3 separate regions of the Sus scrofa genome follow, and regions 2 and 3 are each linked to region 1. A link is a contact called in public HiChIP or PLAC-seq data. All regions are on one chromosome and are shown on one strand. The core of a region is the stretch at or near the end of the contact, and the rest is flanking DNA. Distances in the headings are between cores, read along the strand shown.

Region 1 (3,738 bases), core at 684-3,183:
CTAAACAACTAAGGATTTGCCTTAACTTCAACTAAGGATTTATGGCACAGTCTTAAAATGCAAATTGCATTTTATATATATTTCAAATTGGTGGACTTTTATGGGTCGTTCTACCAACATCAAGACTCTTTTACAGAAGCTAAATTGAAGAGAGGAAAAGTGACTTGTCCAAGGTGATATAATGAATTAGTGCTGGAACTGGAACCAGAGCCCCTCCAGGGTCCCAATTCATTTCTCTTCTCCACTCAACTGGGCAAGCCTCTCCTTTCTCCACCCATCCCACCCCAACCCCCCAAAAAACACTTCAACAAAAATCTTAATCTGAATCACTTCTTTTTAAAGTAGGGGTTTTTTTTTTTGGGGGGGGGGAACCAATGTAATCAAGATTTCCATTGTTGCGTAAACCTTCCGTGGATTTGTAAGGGTCAAATCACTTCTCCTACCAGAACAATAAGGTACTTCATTCTATGTTGCCAGTAGACCAACAGTTTAATGTTTCATCCTCCACCTGAATGGCAGAGAGAGTGTTAATTCTTAGAGGAGTCTTACAGGTCTCACCTTTTAGCGGGTTTCATCGCTATTTTACAATTCAAGGAAGAGGCCTTAGACTATTAAAATCTTTGATATGCTCATTGACAGTACAGACATTGAATCTCCCCTTACAGCCTTCTGTACCAATAACAGTTAAAACTATTAGTCAGAGGCAATACAAAAGAAAAACTAAAGTGACAAGCAACTACCAAGACACGAGGATTTCATCAGGTTCAATCTCTGTTATGCAGCAACATGTTACTAAGAGCGAATTTAGAGGTCCTAAAATCAGAACCCAAGAAGGAACCCTCATTCCAACATCCTCATTTTTGTAAATGAGGAAACTGAGGCGCTGATTAAACCATTAACCAATGAAGCAGATGGCTTGCTTTTTCAAAGAGATTCATTTAAATGCCATTTCGTCCTTATTCTCCATCTCCCCGTTGTTTCTCAGAGCGATGATTGATTTTTTTTTTTTTTAAGGTGAAGAGCGATTTAGGGCAAAGTCATTTCAAGAGGGTGAAAAAAAAATGCCTTTTGAAGGAGGAGATGCTGGAGTCAAGAGGAGAAATGACGTCTTATTTAAAATATGTAACCCCTTAATGGGGGTTAGGCAATGAATCATATTCTCCTCGATTTTCCTCTGTGCGATAGACATCACCCACAGTTCTTTCTGTAGGGCCCTCGAATGAGAGGAAGAGGAAGTGAATAAAGCTAATGTTAAATATACAGCACCCACGGAGGACAGGGATGTAGATAGGTAGAACAGGAAAAAATAAGAGCCCGCTTCTGCTAGAAACCAGCCGTTTTCTAACACACCTAAAGATCCGGAAGCTGAGAGGATATCGGAACCTAGGGCATCCCTCAAATTCAAAGGGCGGATGCTTCCAGGGCCAGAGAGACCCCCTAGCTCCCAGACAGACAGCGACTGGAAGGGGACAAAATGGAGCTGAGGTCCAGGGGCGCCCTAAAGGTCGTTTGGAGGTCTGGCGAGTCGCTGATGTGCTCCTTCGGAAAGGGTCACGGCAAAGCCTAGCACCCCGATCAGGAAGATGCTTTTGCCCCTCGAAGGGCAGCGATCGGCAGGTAGAGGCAAGCCAGGGTCTCGAGGACCCCAGACCTCAGCAAAGGAGATGATACCGGGACTTAGGGATCTTCCCGGACGAGGGGGGCGGGCTCAAGAAGCAAGCCAGCGGATTCCGGGAACAGGAACGTCCCCTCAACCTCTTCTGGGCTCAGGTGTGGGACGGTGGCACGGCCAGAGCGGGGGCCCCGCCACAGCCAGAGGACAGAGGTGCCGGGGCCGGAGCCTCGCGGGCTGCAGTTACTCACCAGAGGCGCTGCCCACGGCGTCTTCGCAGCCGGCAGGCGCTGGGCACTCGGGAAGCTGGCGGAAAGGAGCCGCGTGCCCGCTAGCGCTGGTTCGAGGAGGGGCGCGCCGCGGAGGCCGGAGAAAAAGCCGCAGCGGCGCGCGCGCACCCGGAGGGCCGGCGGAGGCGGGGCGAGGCGCGGCGAGGCGCGGGCCCGGAAAAGACGCGCCCGGAGGGGCGGGCGGAGCGGGGGCGCGCGGTGGTGTGGCACAGCCGGCCGAATCGCGGGCGACGGCCCGCTCGGCCCACCCACGCTCCCGCCTCCGCTCGCCCCGACGTCAGCCGAAAAGGAGGAGCCCCGAGCTGGTCGCTAGCGGCTGCCGGGGGGAGATGGAGGGGGGCGATGGAGGGGGGTGCGGCGGGGGAGCCGAGCCGGCTAACGGCTCTGCCGCGGGGTCCAGCTCCTGTCCCGAGGCAACGTGATGGAGCGTGTTTTCGGGAGGTTCGGGCGCCTATCTGATTTCAGCGAGGTGCGGAACGGGCCCACGCCCGCACCTGCGCTCGCTTCTTAGGGCTCCACCCTGTAATGAAAGTTGCCCTCGGGTCATCTTCCAGCCTGCCCTCTCAAGATAAGCATCTTCGGACTTGACTGTTCTCCCTTCGGCGAGAGATCTTAACCTTCTTTGCCTAAGACACCCTGCTCCTCCGAGCCCGCGCTCACGCCTGTCTTCGCTTTATCTCGCCTCTCACTGCGTTGAGACCCCTGCCGTCACCCCCGTTTATGAAATATCACAAGAATGCAGGCTTTTCACTTTATGCCTTGCATTTCCACGGTGGTGTAATGGCCAAAGAGCTCACAACTGATAAGGACAAGTCACCGCAGCACTGTGGCATCTTACTGGCCCTGATCGTTGCTTCTGAGCCAGTCCTGCAAATACAGTTCCCAAGACCTTCAAGAAATTGTTGTTAAAAATAAAATGCTGGCGAACTGTCTTGGGACTTCAAAAGGGGCAGACCATAATTGCAAAGGAGCCACGACCAACTGCCAAGAATGTATCACCGCAAGAAAGAAAACGCCAGTATTCTTCCAGTTCCTTGATACATAATGGAGGACTAGCTTCCTCTTCTTGCTGGGAATGGACATGTCATTTCATTTGCTATTTTCCATTTTCCCATAGAATTACTGGAGGTAACAACATACGTGTGTTTGCATGTGTGGGGGGTGGATAGACCACCTCAGATTACAGGCTAGACTTATTCTTTGATACCTGGATCTGAGTGGGGCTGTGAAGTCTGAATCTTCACTAAGCATCTCAGGTGACACTATAGGTGGTTGGAGGCCCACAACTGGAGAGCATAAATCTACAGCCTTTATATGTTACTTCTTTGAGTGGGATTACTCATCCCATTTCCAACAGGCCCACCCATTTATATATAATATGCCTATGAACATTGCTGTGGCAGACATATAACTTCCTTTATCGAGAGTGACCTAGAAAGTTCAGGACTTCAAACAAGTTTAATTGTCATGTTTATTTTATGAGATCGTGTGGTAGTACCAGAAATAAGTAATCATTTGTCAGCTCTGTAATTCACGGAGTACCTACAGTGCACAGAGCCCTGTCATGTACAGCAGGGTTAATACAAATGAAATCAAGAAAATGATCATCCCCGCTCTCAACAGACTTGGTGTCTAGCGGTGGAATTAAAACACAGACACAGGCGGGGCCGTCATGGCTCAGCAGAAACGAATCTGACTAGCATCAGAGGACGCAGGTTTGATCAACTGGCCTCGCTCAGTGGGTTAAGGATCCGGGCATTGCCTTGAGCTGTGGTGTAGGTTGCAGATTCGGCTAGGATCCTGCCTTTCCGTGGCTGTGGTATAGGCTGGCAGCTG
Region 2 (3,738 bases), core at 896-3,395, 110 kb after region 1:
AGTTATCAGGCTCAGCTCAGAGCAAGAGTGATAATAAAGAGCCCCTCCCCCTCTCTCTTTCCCATCAACATCATTAATGCTGGCAGTCAGGCTACTTACCACAACCACCCCCTCCCACCCCACCCAAGGAAGGAAATTCAAAACTTCCTTTCTGGGGAATTTGATTGGCCTAAAAGACCCACAAATACTGATATACAAATGAAATGGCCAGGTGCACCTAAGGATATAAGACCCACCACACACACACACACACACACACACACACACACACACACACACACACACAGCTTTTCAGTTGCCTCACTCCTAAATACAAACGAATAATTAAAGATAATCAAATGCTGGAGAAAAAATATCTTTAATAGAAAAAAAGAAACTAAAACAAACATTGAAAAAGAAACTGGGGAGAAATAGAAACAATGCAGGGAGCAGAAGGAGCCATAAGATAAACCCTGTAATTAAGATTTTCAGAGAGGAGTTCCCATCGCGGCGCGGCGGAAACGAATCCAACTAGGAACCATGAGGTCATGGGTTCGATCCCTGGCCTCACTCAGTGGGTTAAGGATCCGGCGTTGCCGTGAGCTATGGTGTAGGTCACAGACACGGCTCAGATCCCACGCTGCTGTGGCTCTGGCGTAGGCCGGTGGCTACCACTTCAGATTCGACGCCTAGCCTGGGAACTACCATGTGCCGAGGGTGTGGCCCTAAAAAGACAAAAAGACCAAAAAAGAACGAGCTCTTAAAAAGTCGAACGACTAGAGTAGAATTGTTTTTAATTCAGCAGAAAGAACGTATATTTTAAAAATCTCTAGAGTGCAGAATTAAATGGCTATGAGGTTAGGAAATAAAGACAGGATATAAGAATTAAAGAACCATTATCCATTGTGAGCTCCCAGAGAGAGAAGAGGGGAAAAATGGAGCCGAAATAATCGAACAGAATAATGGAAGTATATCCCCCAGCAGAAGGAAATGAGTTACCTAAGGGCTAAGTATCCAGTACAATGACTATAAGACACATGCTGAGGCACATGGTCATAAAATTTCAGAATTTGAAGGATAACCTCTTCAAAAAATTACCTCCCATGAACACTTTGCAGGAAGCCATTGGAGTGTGTGCATCACCATGACAAGGGAGTGGCCAGAAGATGACATGGGATCCAGGAAACAAAGGGTCCAACACAAGAGACTGATGACAAAAAGTCCCAGGATGAAGGTAAAGGGAAGACAGCCATGCTGTAGGCTAGAGACAGGTAGATGGAAGGTTCTGAGAGGATGTCTCCATAAAAAAAAAAAAATCAGATTATCTGATGTGTTGACTTTATTGAGAAGAGTATTAGATCATTTGGGGAAGTCTGGGGTTGGATTAGTAATGATAACCATATAAAAACTAAGTGAGTGAGGAGTTCCCACTGTGGCCCAGCAGTAATGAGCCTGACTAGTATCCATGAGAATGTGGGTTCGATCCCTGGCCTCACTCAGTGGGTCAAGGACCCGGAGTTGCCATGAGCTGTGGTGTAGGTCGCAGATGTGGCTCGGATCTGGTGCTGCTGTGGCTGTGGCGTAGATCAGTAGCTGTAGCTCTGATTCAACCCCTAGCCTGGGAAAAATCCCCTATGCCACAGGTGTGGCCCTAAAAAGACCAGAAAAAAAAAAAAAAAACTGAGTGAACTAAAAGGAAACTATTATCAACTCCAAGCCAAACAGGACATTTGTATATGTGTATGTTGCAGGGGGGAGGGTTGAAAGGGAACAAAATCATGATAATTCATATAGAAAGGGAAATAGAAAATGCTTAAAATTAAAACATCAAGAGAGAGCAGTATCAACTGTAAGTCAGGAACTGAAATACCAAAGCAAACCCCCAAACCAACCAAGAGAAGTGAGAGTGGTTCCCTCTTAAAAGAAGGACACAGGAAATGGGAAGTGTGGAGATTTCTGGGTTTGTTTTTTCTTTTCAATACCAGGACTCCTGGTACTATCCATTCAACTATGTGCACGGATTGCTTGGACAATACTAGTAACTGCTGAGAAGGGTTTCTGTGGGGTTTAAAGAACAGAATGCAAGTAAAGCTCGCAGCGTAGCCCTTGGAGTGTACGTGTTATTGAAAGTCCTTGTTACATAATAGGCACGAAAACTGTTTAAAGTGCCAAGTTGTTATAACACCAGCTACAGAGAGCTGTAATCAGGAAGGTCAATCAGCCGTATAGTGTGTTCAAAGTCATGTGATTCTTGGTGTCTCAGACACTTTGGAACTTTAAGGCTACTTCCTATCTTCTACTCACACGCAAAATGGAGAGCTTTTACTTCCGCTATTCCATCTCCTCCACTGCTGGGAGCCAAGAAAGAGATCTACGTTTGGGCACCTCTGACATCTAGCCCCAGATGTGAGGTGAGGAACAGCACAATAAATGCCGTGGCTTTCTTTTGTAGAGCCCACGAGACCTGGTTTCTTTAAAGGAAAAAAAAAATCTCAGGCTGGATGGACTTTTCTCCAGCATCGCAAAGGTACTGGTGCCTCTAGCCCTGAAGACAATGACTCTCCCTGCTACTGGAGCCATCAGGTCTCTGGACTCTCAGGCAAAGAGAATGGAAGCTGAATGAACAGCTTAAGAATATCGTAGGGTCTTCACATCTGGAAGTGTAGCTGGGGAAGTTTTATTCTCCCAGACTCCCCCCAGCTTGAAAGCGTCTAACTCTGTTTTCTTTGTTGTTTGGGTTTTTTCTTCCTCCCATTTAATTGCACACTAGAACCATGTTTTGAGACAGTCTGATTTTGATTAAAGGTCTCGTCACACCATAGTCAGGATAACTTTTTTTCTTTTTAGGGCCGCACCTGCAGCACATGGAAGTTCTCAGGCTAGGGGTTGAATTGGAGCAGCAGCTGCCAGCCTATATCACAGCCACAAGGCCAGATCTGACACCACAGCTCATGGCAAAGTCTGATCCTTAACCCACTGAGCAAGGCTAGGGATCAAACCCGGATCCTCATGGATACCAGTCGGGTTTGGGTTCATTACCACTGAGCCACAATAGGAATTCCAGGATAACCTTTCTCGTACCACAACCTAGTAGAAAGTTGGTAGAATAAAAGAGAGAGCCTAGGTCGTGTGGTGTCTGATAAAAGCCCTGACTCTGGGTCAGATGAACCTGGGTTTGCCTCAATTTTATCATTTCACTGTCACATTAAGCAAGCTGCTTAACCTCCATATGCCTTAATTTCTCAACTAGCAAGTGGGAATGACAACATCCATTCTCTAAGATTCTCACAAGAGCTAAATCACCTCACACGGCACTTGGGGCATAGTAAGCACTTTGGAAAACGCTAAGCACTCATCTATTCATCATGCCTTCTCGGGAAGAGAACCTGCTCCTTTCCAGATGAGATCTGGAAATCGAAAAGTTACTTAAGCCTACAGTTTCCACTTTATCATCCAAACTGGAAATACACCAAATCTAAAGGAATCCCCAAACTTATCAAACATACTTTTCATTTCTCCAACCGGGTCAAAGGAAAATGGCTTTCAAAAATTCATCTATGAGTGGATAAGCCATGAGATCCTGCTGCATGTACAGCGAGGGAACTATGTCTAATCACTTGTGATAGAACATGATGGAGGATAATGTGAGAAAAAAATGTATATATATACATGTATAACTGGGTCACTTTACAGCAGAAATTGACAGAGCATTGTAAATCAACTGTAATAAAAAAAATTAAATAAATAAATAAATTCATC
Region 3 (3,738 bases), core at 720-3,219, 91 kb after region 1:
CATGGAATATAGAAGTTCCCAGGACAGGGAATGAATCCGAGCCACAGCTGCAACCCGAGCCGCAACTGTGGCAATGTTGGATCCTTTAACCCACTGCGCTGGGCCAGGGATTGAACCTGCACCTCTGCAGTGACCCAAGTTGCTGCAGTTGGATTCTTGACCCACTGTGCCATGGTGGGAAGTCTACAATATCTGTTTTTTTCTATCAATATATTACATAGTACCTATCACAGTGCTTGGCCCATTGTAGTTACTCAATAACATGTATTGAATGAAATAGCAAGCATTTATACTTAGCTTGTGTGATTTAAAGAGGATGGTGAGGTGGCCTCCAACCCCATTCTAAAAACCTCTCTCTCTCCATCCCATTCAGTTTATAACAGCATGTGAAATCCCCATTTGAATCAATTCTTTGGGCTATGGCAATGGTTGGAAAGCTACATAGAGCCCACTGGCCAAATCTGGCCTGCCACCTGTTTTTGTGTGTCCAAACTGAGAAGAGTTTTTATATTTTTACTTGATTAAAAAATTCAAAAGGAGAATAATATTTCAGGACATCTGGAACTTCCATGAAATTCAATTTATTTATTCATTGGAACACAGCCTCACCAATTTGTTTACAAATTATCTACTGCTAGTGTCACATGACAATAGCAGAATTGAAAAGTTGCAGCGAAGACTAGGTATAGCCCTCAAAGCCCAAAATATTTACTCTTTGGCTCATTACAGAAAAAGTATGCCAACCTTTGGGCTAATGTATTAAAAGAGCCCATTACAATGTATGTGTTGCCGGATAAAAGTAGCAGAGTGAGCCATTATCCATCTGGCATCAACACTCAAATTTGGATTTGGTTATTTGATCTATTTCAGTTACCCAGAAGGGGCCTAGGAAAATAAGCTATAAATCAAGAGGGTTTTTTTGGTGGAGGGAAAAAGTAATATAGGTCCAAACACATATCCCTGACCTTCTTTGGGGACAATAGCTACATTTAAGTTGTCCCAAAATGTGAAGTCATGAGTGGAGCCCAGGGAAAGGGGACAGTGGTACTTTTGGAGGAGCCTGGTGAATGGACAATGGGGCAGGGGGTGTCCATGCACAGAGAGAAAGAGAGGAAAAAGGGTTTCTTCTTGCTCACATCTCCTCATCACTTGACACTGAAAGTGCCTGGAAGCCACAGAGAAGGCAGCCCAGGAGAAACTAAGATTCTGCCAAGGCGTGGGTGCAAACTCATGGTTTCCATTGTGATGGATCTTGGGGATGCATGGTAATGCTTGAGCTGGGGCACAGTCCATCTGGGAGGGAGAGCTAGACAGAGAGTCGCCTTTTTCTTTCTTTTTTTTTTTAGGGTCGCACCCATGGCCTATGGAGGTTCCTAGGCTAGGGGTCACATTGCAGCTGCAGCTGCCAGCCTATGCCACAGCCACAGCAACGCGGGATCCGAGCTGCACTTGCAACCTACACCAAAGCTCACGGCAATGCTAGATCCTTAACCCACTGAACGAGGCCAGGGACCGAACCCATGTCCTCATGGATACTAGTTGGGTTCATGACCGCTGAGCCACAACAGGAACTCCCAGACACTTGGAAGAACACTGAGCATCAGAAAAGCCTTGAGTCCCCGGAAGATTGGAGGAAGGGCTGGGACTGGACGCCAGCAGGATTTCATTCACTCCTTTGCTCTTTTGCATACACATCCTCTAGATTTAGATTTGTAGTCACCAAGATCCGGAAAACTTCCTGGCTGTGAAGTCCTCTGTGACCTTCCCCCCAGCTCAAAACTTGACGCTTGGGATTAGGGCAGAGGTTTTCGACCCTCTGCCAGCTCCCTGCTTACACCAAAGGAATGTCATGCCTCTGGGCCTCCAGGGCTTTTCTCCCAAGAGTTTATTTATTTACTGGTCTAGCTGAGTCTGCCTACCACCCAGGCAATTGCCCTGCATGCCCACACACTGACACAACACCCCTTCCCTCCCCCACCAGGCAAGTGATTCCTGCTTCTCAGCATGAGTCACCACCCAGCAGCAAGAGCTGCCACAAGGTCAGTGGCCCCAACAGGCTGTTTCTTAACAAAGGGTGGGGAAACAGAAGCGGGGGTGGAGAGAGACGGAAGAAATGGGGAATGGAACAAAATGAGTAGACCACAAACCGAAGGGGCATTCTGGTCCTCTACTTCCTATTGGCATGATGAGCCCTTTGATGTGTTAGGCAGCCTTCCCCTTGCTACTCAGTTTCACTTCCCTTGCTCTCTTGTTCTGTTTATTCCCTCGTAGATTAGGGAGATTCTTTTCTGCTGCAGTCCCAAGGGGACTCCCAGAACCATTGGTCAAAGGGATTTAGGCAAAGAGCTCTCCTATGAACTTTCTCACAGACCTAAGTGGGTGGAGTTGAAGCCTTCGAAGTTAAAGATAGGGTTGGGGGCGTTCCCTGGTGGTCTAGTGGTTAGGATTCAGCACTTTCACCTCTACGGCCCCAGAGTCAATCCTTGGTCTGGGAACTGAGATTCCACATCAAGCTGCTGCTGCTGCGCGGCATGCTGCATCCACAAACAAACAAACAAGCAGTTCCCTGTTGAGCAGCCTTAACTGGTATTTTATGAGTGATAATTTTGACTCCATATTTTTTATAATGATTTTTATTTGTTCCACTGTCGCTGGTGTGACTCCTTATTTTTTTAAATAAACTGAAGTTACAGCATTAAAAAAAACGGTTCCTGGAGTTCCCATTGTGGCTCAGTGGTTAACGAATCCAACTAGGAACCATGAGGTTGTGGGTTCTATCCCTCGCCTTGCCCAGTGGGTTAAGGATCCGGCATTGCCCTGAGCTGTGGTGTAGGTCGCAGATGTGGCTCGGATCCCGCGTTGCTGTGGCTCTGGCGTAGGCCAGTGGCTACAGCTCCGATTCGACCCCTAGCCTGGGAACCTCCATATGCCGCAGGAGCAGCCCTAGAAAAAGGCAAAAAGACCAAAAAAAAAAAAAGGTTCCTGTAGAAATCTAAGAGCGATGTAAAGAACTCATGACTATAATAGGACAAGGCAGGCTGGAAGAGCCCCTAACCCTGGTAATACTAATAATATTTTTAAGTTATTATCAAAACACTGTTTGAAGACACACACACATGTACATAGAGTGTATTTAATATGATCCTCCCGACAACACAATGAGGTAGGTACTCTAATGAATCTATATCCCAAATGAGAAAACCAAGGGCTTTCAGGCCAAGCAATTGCCCCAAAGTCTCCAGGCTGCTAAGCACGGAGCCAGAATGTGAGCCTAGGGGCCTGGTGCTGGAGTCCATGCCCTGAACCACTAGATTGCTGCTCAGAGAAAGTCATGGTGCTTAAATATGAGTGACTGGTCTGACCCTAGATCCAAGAGAGTCCTTTCATCAGTCCTTTCTTCCAGGGCAGACATTCTGACATATAGGTCCAGGGAGAGGGAGGGAAGGAGAGAAGGAAGTAGAATAGGAGATGATGTGCACTGCCACTTGGCCATTGCCCTACCTCTTCATATCTCTGCACCTGCTTAGCTTTGGTTGGGATGGGTAGATAGACTTGGAAGCTGGTGCTGCAGCTTTGAGAAGCTCCTTGAGTGAAGGCGGCGCGCTGCCTTGTTTCTTTGTGTCTGTACCATGGATGGGTTGCTCCTTGCCACCCACTGTTCCCTTTCATATAATAGGGTTGTATGGGGCCACTCACACCCTGAGAGGATAGTACACGCATTTTGACCTTAGGAGGGAG

What was found. HiChIP or PLAC-seq counts read pairs in DNA pulled down with a chosen protein or histone mark.
Region 2: a contact with region 1 is called in an H3K27ac HiChIP or PLAC-seq map of alveolar macrophages. The contact joins the enhancer-like site here to the promoter of ACSL4 in region 1. A contact is called at or near these places in 2 of 5 promoter capture datasets (fetal liver and liver), 22 of 47 Hi-C or Micro-C datasets (alveolar macrophages, blood, embryonic fibroblasts and 11 more) and 2 of 2 datasets of contacts at active chromatin or transcription factors (alveolar macrophages and skeletal muscle).
Region 3: a contact with region 1 is called in an H3K27ac HiChIP or PLAC-seq map of alveolar macrophages. The contact joins the enhancer-like site here to the promoter of ACSL4 in region 1. A contact is called at or near these places in 2 of 5 promoter capture datasets (fetal liver and liver), 6 of 47 Hi-C or Micro-C datasets (embryonic fibroblasts, liver, retroperitoneal adipose tissue and 1 more) and 2 of 2 datasets of contacts at active chromatin or transcription factors (alveolar macrophages and skeletal muscle).

What each region holds. Positions count from the first base shown.
Region 1 is chrX:89,835,675-89,839,412 of Sscrofa11.1, forward strand. It overlaps ACSL4 (acyl-CoA synthetase long-chain family member 4), which reads right to left and starts at 1,934. Exons shown (of 16, transcript NM_001038694.1): 1 at 1,864-1,934.
Region 2 is chrX:89,947,391-89,951,128 of Sscrofa11.1, forward strand. All of the region lies in intron 3 of LOC110257796 (a long non-coding RNA gene), which reads right to left. Among named protein-coding and RNA genes, the nearest start is that of ACSL4, 110 kb to the left of the region's middle. Within about 2 kb of position 2,146, at least 5 of the 83 cell types and tissues checked have an H3K27ac peak or open chromatin away from gene starts, as enhancers often do. A contact at or near this core is called in alveolar macrophages, fetal liver, retroperitoneal adipose tissue and 1 more, where this site is marked.
Region 3 is chrX:89,926,527-89,930,264 of Sscrofa11.1, forward strand. No RefSeq gene overlaps it. Among named protein-coding and RNA genes, the nearest start is that of ACSL4, 91 kb to the left of the region's middle. Within about 2 kb of position 1,970, at least 26 of the 83 cell types and tissues checked have an H3K27ac peak or open chromatin away from gene starts, as enhancers often do. A contact at or near this core is called in alveolar macrophages, embryonic fibroblasts, fetal liver and 3 more, where this site is marked.